Regions from separate parts of the Zea mays genome. Here regions 1 and 3 are each linked to region 2. The links are chromatin contacts, called in public Hi-C maps. All regions are on one chromosome and are shown on one strand. The core of a region is the stretch at or near the end of the contact, and the rest is flanking DNA. Distances in the headings are between cores, read along the strand shown. Region 1 holds the start of LOC100278396. Region 2 holds the start of LOC100276330. Region 3 holds the start of LOC100191298.

What was found. A called contact is a pair of places that touch in the nucleus more often than the background predicts.
Region 1: a Hi-C map of tassel shows a contact between it and region 2, with 4 times the contacts expected there. The contact joins the promoter of LOC100278396 here to the promoter of LOC100276330 in region 2. A contact is called at or near these places in 3 of 25 Hi-C or Micro-C datasets (ear, leaf and tassel).
Region 3: a Hi-C map of endosperm shows a contact between it and region 2, with 3 times the contacts expected there. The contact joins the promoter of LOC100191298 here to the promoter of LOC100276330 in region 2. A contact is called at or near these places in 2 of 25 Hi-C or Micro-C datasets (ear and endosperm).

What each region holds. Positions count from the first base shown.
Region 1 is chr4:27,639,353-27,642,052 of Zm-B73-REFERENCE-NAM-5.0, reverse strand. It overlaps LOC100278396, which reads right to left and starts at 1,271. Exons shown (of 5, transcript NM_001151689.1): 1 at 885-1,271. The coding sequence starts at 1,256.
Region 2 is chr4:27,344,670-27,347,369 of Zm-B73-REFERENCE-NAM-5.0, reverse strand. LOC100276330 reads left to right here and starts at 1,396. Exons shown (of 9, transcript NM_001150144.2): 1 at 1,396-1,469.
Region 3 is chr4:27,796,834-27,799,661 of Zm-B73-REFERENCE-NAM-5.0, reverse strand. LOC100191298 reads left to right here and starts at 1,318. Exons shown (of 8, transcript NM_001136732.2): 1 at 1,318-1,583; 2 at 1,714-1,752; 3 at 1,835-1,897. The coding sequence starts at 1,481.

The DNA of each region.
Region 1 (2,700 bases), core at 22-2,521, 290 kb before region 2:
TGCTAGGCCTGTAAGCCAGCCCGGCACAACCCGAAATTCAAACGGGTCAGGCCGGGCCGGCTCGAAATTCAAACAATACGGGCTTGAGCCGGGCCGGGCCAGGCGGCCCGAATGTACACCTATAGCTCAGCCAGCACGCCCGCTTGTGCACGACCGCGGTGCGGCGGTGGCTGCGTGTCTTCGAAGTCACGGGCAGGAGGAAGGCGAAGGGGGCGCTTTGTCACACTGACATATGGTACATATGTCAGTCTTAGGCTCTACGGTGAAACCACGGTCCATTTGGATCTAACTTAGACCCAAACAACGATTAAGGATACAAACTTTAAAAGTTTGTGGATCGACAGGTAGGCAAGTTTAAGGACCGGAAATGTATTATACTCGTAAATAATAATTCCATGCTTTTCCTAACACCCTTACTATGTAATTTCCCAGAACATAAAAAATTACAAAAACAGTCAAGAACTTAAATCGAATTCCCAATCCCACATCACATAGTTAGGCAAGCTTCTATCGATGTGGATTGCATACCGAAATGCAAGCTATTTCATCCAATTCTAGAATCCGTGAGCAATTCACATCGTCAGCACAATACGGAACGCCAGATCAGAAGATGAAAAGGAAAACTGAATCTTTCCCGGGCTTGACACTGCCTTAGCACAGGATTGTATCCCCCTAAAAACGCAACCTTTAGCATACCGAAATGCAAGCTATTTCATCCAATTCTAGAATCCGTGAGCAATTCACATCGTCAGCACAATACGGAACGCCAGATCAGAAGATGAAAAGGAAAACTGAATCTTTCCCGGGCTTGACACTGCCTTAGCACAGGATTGTATCCCCCTAAAAACGCAACCTTTATGAGGAGCCGGTCAGCGTCCCCTCACCTCGACGTGGAAGCTGGCCGGCGCATCGGGCGCGGCGACCCGAGCGGCAGACAGGCAGAGCGCGGGTGCACCGGCAGAATCCGCGACGAAGTGCGCGCCGACGCCGAGAGGCCAGCCGTCTGGGCCCACCATGGAGAGAGTCCCGGACGCGGCAAGCTCCACGACAGTCCGCGCTACCTCCGCCGCCGACGGTCGCACCCGCGCCGCGGACACTGGTGACGCTGCGGCCGCTGACGCCGCGGCTACCACCACCCGAACCCCGTGTCTCGCTGTCGCAGAGGAAATGGAGCGCAGGGAAGCCGGCTTCTTTGTGAAGAGGATGGCTGGGGAGAGTAGCCGCGATGAGAGGAGGGAAGGCGAAGACGACGACATGGCCAAAATAAAATTGGAGGTTCAGATTTGGTGGGGGATTTTGAGGGATGAGATTGAGTGGATGGACGTCCAAAAATCTCTATCTCTACTACAACACTAATAGGTTACCAGTATATTGCGACGGCTCACAACAATACACATATAAATTATCCACCAAAAAGATCTCAAGATTTTTTATTGATTGTCTCCCCTCTTCATATAATATTTTTTATGAACGCACGGGTACCATAGGCAGCAAATCAGAGACTCTCATCTCTCGCCTTCCCCACTTCCAAGGTTTCGTAGAGTAGGAGGGGAAAGGAAGAGACGAGCATACATGTCCGTTGCTGGAGAAGGACACGACGAAGACCTGAGCATCTGGAGGCGACATAGGTAGTATACCGCTAGATATATAGGGAGAAAGCACGCAAGCGGAGAAAGAAGCCCAGCCGGAGCAGCTCCAAACCGAGAGGCACCCGCACCAGACGTCAGTCCGAGAAGGACGAGAGAATGCGAGTGTCTTCCCAGCCCTGGACCCCCGAAGCGACACAACACCACCACCAACTCCGTAGCATATGTCGACTGCTGCCACGCTACGGGCCTTGGTTGTCCAATATCTCAGACCTTTACTCATCATCGCCAAGATAACCTAAGCGTGGCAGGCGCCACCATGTCCTCCTCGACGGCACACACAGAGAAAGGCCAGGAGCATGACCGACTCGCCCTGTACTCGCTTCGACGAGCATCGGTCGGCTCGCGGCTGCGACCGTGGGCGGGGGTAGCAAGTTGGGGAGGAAGAACAGGGCGAAGACTGGGAAGACGAATGGGACGTCCGACGACGGCGAAAACGATGGTGCGTGCATGATGTGAAACGTTGTCGTGGACGTGCAATAGCCACTGCGCGAGTCGGTGTCGAACGAATACGGGGAGGAGGCGCCTGCTCCTACTCACTCTATCGAGAATAGGGCGACGCGAAGGTGGAGGCATGAGGGGAGATAGAAAAAAAGTAGAATGGCGAACGAGGTGGTGGCAACTGAGGCGAGGACCATCGTTATCGTGCGGAGGTATAGATGGCCAATTGGGTCGTGTATGGTGAGCCGGCCCTAGGCACGACCCATTTAATAGTGCCTGAACCAACCCGGCACGAGCGCCCTGCGGTGCTTGGGTCGTAGCTGAGAGTACCTAGAGGGGGTGAATAGGTGATCCTGTAAAATCAAACACTAAATAGCCACAAACTTGATTATATAAAAGTTAGTGCAAGTTAATCAAGTTGTTATTAAGCGATCTCTTGCGACTAAAACAATCACAGAAGAGCAACACAAGAGACACGCGATTTTTATCTCGTGGTTCGGCCAAGTAACACTTGCCTACTTCCACGTTGTGGCGTCCCAATGGACGAGGGTTGCACTCAACCCCTTTCAAGTGATCTGATGATCGACTTGAATACCACGGTCTGTTCCTTTTG
Region 2 (2,700 bases), core at 147-2,646:
CAAGGGTAGCAGGTGAGCTTGGGGAGAGATATAGTAAATGTGTTTTCTGTTATAAATGTAGACATAAATACACATGTGGTGTAGCGGTATCTACTGTTAGCATTTGCTTGAGAGGTCGTGGGTTCGAATCTCCTTGGGCCATGTGTATTTTTTTAATTTTAGCTAGACGTCGATTTTTTTAATTTTAGCTAGACGTCGGCTGTACGGGGGGATGAGAATGGGAATGGGCTTTGCGGGGAGGACGAATGAGAATGATAGATATAGAATGGTGGCAAAACATGGGAATGGACTGTGCGCGGAGAGGAGGGAATCGGAAAGGCAAAACAATGCATGAGATTTGCAAAACAGGGAATGGTGGCAGAACACGGAATGATAGACTATTATTACATAGTAGAGATTTTATTTCAAGATTTATTTATAAAGTGTGTACTCTATCTGCACCAGCGGAGATGGCCTTCCAACCCGCTTCCCGCACCCGGTGTACAAACGGTCCAGCGAGGCCCAAGCACGGCTCGCTAGGTTAATAATCGTGCCGGGTCGGCCCATGACCCGACGGGTCTAACAAGCCCATAACAATATGTAACGTTTAAATGATAAAAATATCTTAAAAGTATGCATTTTTAAGGTTTAAACCATATTTATTAGCTCTAAACATTTATTTACACCCACATAACCAACAAAGACACATGTTTCTTGTGTTTTATACTCTATATTCAAGTATAATATATGTATTTATATGAAAAAAAGAAAAAAAAATAAAATCGGCCTGTGCCGACACGGACCCGGTTCACTCCGTGCCGTGCCGGGTTCGTGCCGAACCAAATCCGCGTTGGGTTTCGGCCGCCCGGCAAGCTCGGTCTGGAATCTATATCTCGGTCTGGAATCTATATCTCCGGGCGATCACACGAGATATAGGGCCTGTTTGGTTCAGTTTTTTTCTGACCAGCTTTTCTGAGAATTTAGCTGTGGAGAGAATTTGGCTGTATAGAGAATCTGAGTATCATTAGAATTACATGCGGATGAAGATAAAGTTATCCATGTGGCTCAGGATCTATAAAGTGATAGATTACTACTATTGCGACGACTCAACCGATTATATGTTTATGTTGATTTTGAATGGTTTTTACCCAAATGAATTTTATAGAAGCTGTCTGAAAAGCTGAGTATTTGGCAGTCCGCATCAGCTTTTGGTGGCTAGAAGGTGCGAAAAGCCGAAACAAACGTGGCATAGAGCCCCCACGCGCCGGGTCCAGCCAGGTGCCGCAGGATAACCCCGATCCCGTTGCTTCGCGCCAGCACGCCACGCGGCCCGGCCCAGTTTGCGAGGACGATGCGGGCGCACGCAGCGGCATCGCAGGACGCAGCAAAGCCCTGAAACCGCCCCCACGTCCCCCTCCCCGCACCGCAGAGCCAGTCAGAACAGTAACACCGGAGCGGCAGCTGCAGTGGCCGAGGCCGGAGCACGCAAGGTGAGATTTTCTTCTTCTCTCCCCCCCCCCCCCTGCGCACACACACACCTCCCTTTCTTCCTCCTCCGCCCCGTCTCGATTCGTCGAGGGTTCGTTGGATTCGGGTACGGCCGCCGCGCTGGGTGGAGGCTCCGAGGTTGGGGGAGGCGCGGGGGTGACCGGGCTGTTGGGCCGCTGGTTGGGGATACGGGTTCCGTCGTCGCCACCGGGTGCTTCCCTCCGCTCCCATTCACGGCGTCGTTGTCACGGGAGCTGTTGGGGCTCCGGGTGATGCGGTTCTCTCTCCCACTCCCCCTTTTTTTGTTTCCAGAAAAGGGATTCGGGAGGTTAGGGGCCGGGGGCAGTATCTCTTGCTCTGCTGCGATGGATGCGTCGTTCTAGTGTGCACGTTACGGCAGACAATCGATTTTGTCTTGTTCAAATTGTTTGTTTACCTCTGTGATTTATTACGTGCCCCATTTTTTTGTGTGTCTGGGGGGTGGGGGTAGGATACAATTGGAGCTGGCGGTGTCGAGTAGGGCAGACAGAGCTGGCAGAGCAGGGAAGCAGGCGGTGTGAGTAGGGCAGACTGGCGGCGCCGAGCACAAGCAGGGGTCCTGCGAGCCGACCGCGAGCAGGGAGGTAGTGCCGCCGCTGCGGGGCAGCAGGGGACTCGGGGCCGCGAGCCCACTACGCAGGGAGGATGGCAAGGAGGTGGTGGCACCGAGCGCGAGCAGGGGAGGAGGTGCCAAGAACGAAGGGTCACGCCGCCGCGAGGGAGCAAGATAGTAGGATGGGGAAGCGGTGAGCTCAGGCAAGGTGGCTTACCGGCGACAAAGCCTAGGGAGGCGACGAAGGCACTGTGGCGGCTGGCTGGAGCAACGCATGGAGGCTACGGGCATGAGGCGTGAGATGGAGGATGCATGTTTTAGGTTAAGTGAATTTACAAAATTGGGCTAGGCTGGGCTGGAAAAGCGCTAAAACATGGCCTTTTTATGACCCAAAGCGCTTAAACGCTTAAAAGGGGCGCTTTAGCGCTTCAAACGAGCGTTTTATGTTTTTCATGAAACGTTGCAGTGCTTTACGTACTAAAAACTTGGTTGGGGAGGGAAAGACCTCCCTCTCGACATTATATTAAGAAGAGACCGAAACATGGTCCCGGTCGAGAAAACCCCTGAACCCTGGCCCCCGTCACTAACGGGCCGATCAATTGCCCACTCTGCAATGGCCCAGCTGGAGGGTGGCACGCAGG
Region 3 (2,828 bases), core at 69-2,568, 450 kb before region 2:
ATACCATTCATTCTCGTTGTAGAAGCCCTCTTGGTGCAGCTCTCTATGCTGGGGCCTTCGGTTTTGCTCATCTTGAGCAAGATGACGTACTTCTTCAGTAGTTTCGTTAATCTGCCTTTGTAGGTCAGCTAGCCGAGCCATTTTTTCCTTCTTCTTTTGCACTTGCTGATGAAGCATCTCCATATTCCTGATCTCTTGGTCTAACTCATCCTCCTGGGGCGTTGGACTGGTGGCCTTCCTCTTCTGGCTTCGGGCCTCTCGAAGAGAAAGGGTCTCCTGGTTTGGGTCCAGTGGTTGCAGAGCAGCAGCCCCTGTCGCTGAAGCTTTCTTCGGTGGCATGACGAATGTCAATGCTTGCCGAATGTGGTTGAAAAGGATTCACCGGAGGTGGGCGCCAATGTTGGGGACTTGTTCTTAAATGCTATGAGTTAAGAACAAGGCAACACAGAAAATGTTAAACATTAAAGTCCTTCGTCCTTCGAAGCATTATTTCCCTTGGGATATAATGATTTTAGGACGAATGTTATGAAAGACATACCTTCATAAACATGACATATAATAATGAAGAAGGAATCAAATGAAATATAAAGATAACACAAACGCTTATGTATTATTATCAGCTCATTTCTATTTTATTACTATGTAAAATAGAAATGATATCAAATTATAAATGTACCTTCGACTTTAAAGAAGGTAAAAGTACAAGCGTGACGCAAAAGCAAATGTCAAGTCAGCGTGAACAGTACGAGAGCACTGTTCATCTATTTATAGGCACGAGACGCAGCCCATGTAAAATTACACCCATGTCCATTACATTTGCTAATAACTCTATAGCAATCTATCGAGGTCTAAATAGCCTTTTCATCTTTAAGCCGGTTTCCTTTTCTTCTATCATGTCGAAGCTCTCCTGCGTATAGCTTCGGCTCTGCGCCATCCTTCATATTCCTTGTACTTCTTCACACTATGGTTTTGATCCAAGTTCAAAGGATCCAAGTCCGAAGGTACCTGTTCATGTAATATACTACAGAAACATTGTTAAATCATGTTTTTGAGGACCTTCGGAAATCGAAGGCCCCAACATGTCACAAACATAATCAATAACTTGTTGTTAGAACACAAAAAATAATTATAAATTATCATAATAATAATTATCTATATTAACTGACTATACAAGAGTGTCGTATAAAATTATCATAAAAACTAAACACCTTGTATACAGGAAAAACGATAAACAAAAGAGTAAAAAACCAAAAAACAAAAACAAAGTACCATCGCCCTTCCGGTTTTCTCCCCAGCCCCCGCCCCGGTCGCGGAGCCGTCGTTCTCGTCTTTCGGTACTCGCGCGCGCCAGCTCACTTCTCTACTTCCCTTCCCCAGATCTACCTCCATTCTTCCCTCAAAATCACAGATCTCTCTCGGCCCCGTGCCCAGCGCTCCGAAACCCTAGCGCCGCCGCGGGTGCCAGGCCGCGAGCGTCGCCATGGGCATCGTGTTTACGCGGCTCTTCTCGTCGGTCTTCGGTAACCGCGAGGCTCGCATCCTCGTCCTCGGCCTGGACAATGCTGGCAAGACCACCATACTCTGTAAGTCGCACCCGCCCGTTCCGTCCCCTCTCCCTCCTCGAATCTCCACAGGTCACCCGCAGATCCGCGGTTCTGTTCCGCGGGGGTTCCCGATTCTGATCCTTCCGGGTTGTTTCGGTTCGTTTCACAGATAGACTGCAAATGGGAGAGGTCGTCTCCACGATCCCGAGTGAGTTCTGATTTACCGAGTCGTCATTCCTGTTGCTGGTTGAAGTTGTTGGATTTGATGTGGTGCCCCGCGTGTGTTGCAGCAATTGGATTCAACGTTGAGACGGTGCAGTACAACAACATCAAGTTCCAAGTATGGGATCTTGGTGAGTTACTTGGATCTCGCCGCCCTCTTTTGCATTCCTATTGATGAGTGATAATGGGCTGTTGAGCGATCAGAAGTGCAATTTCGTCCCAAAACGTAGAGACAATTATGTGAAAAGGGCAAGGGAAACTCAGCAAGAGTGAGCTATCTAGCGACGATTCTTCTGTGAAAGATAATTGAGATGACACCTCATTCTGAATGCTTGTACCAAAAGCGAAGTGCATGAGTAGTTACCTTAATTCAGTGAACTTTAGCAATTTTCTAGTGTCATTACCGTGTAACCATGGATGGGCTTCCTTAGAGATAGCAGTGGCCATGTCCCCTGTCATTTGAGCAACTCCATAGAAAACGTAGCAGTATATTGAGCTACACCACTAATTTATGCTCGTAAAATACCCTATTGGAAGTGATTAATTCATTTTAAAATCACTGCTGCACGCAACCCCCCTACCATCTTTGGCTCCAAGCTATGACACTGCATGTAACACTATGGCCCTGTTTGACACAACTCGTGTGCAGTTTTTTAGGCTACTTCACTTTCCAAACATCAAGCTCATTTTGGATTTCTAGGGGAAATGCTTCTCCAGATTGAAGCAGAGGTTCATATTCTGTAAGCGCACTGAGGGGATGCATTTTTGCACTGTAGCCAACTCCTACATCCCATCCATTTCTTGTGCTGCCCCATAGCCATTCCATCTCTGTCTGCACTGCTCCTTCCCAGCTCTGCGGTTCGGAAGTGCATGGTTGATGATGTTGGACAGGTCACCACTCCTGTGCCCCATGGCGTGCTGGTGGATAGCCCCAAGCCCCCAATAGGCTTTGCTTCATCGGCATGGCTTCTTGGTGGGGCCTATATGATTACTTGACTTTGTTTTAGTTTCTGCTTGATGCAATATTTGCCCAAAAGTTGCTACGAGAACAGAAGTTGTTAC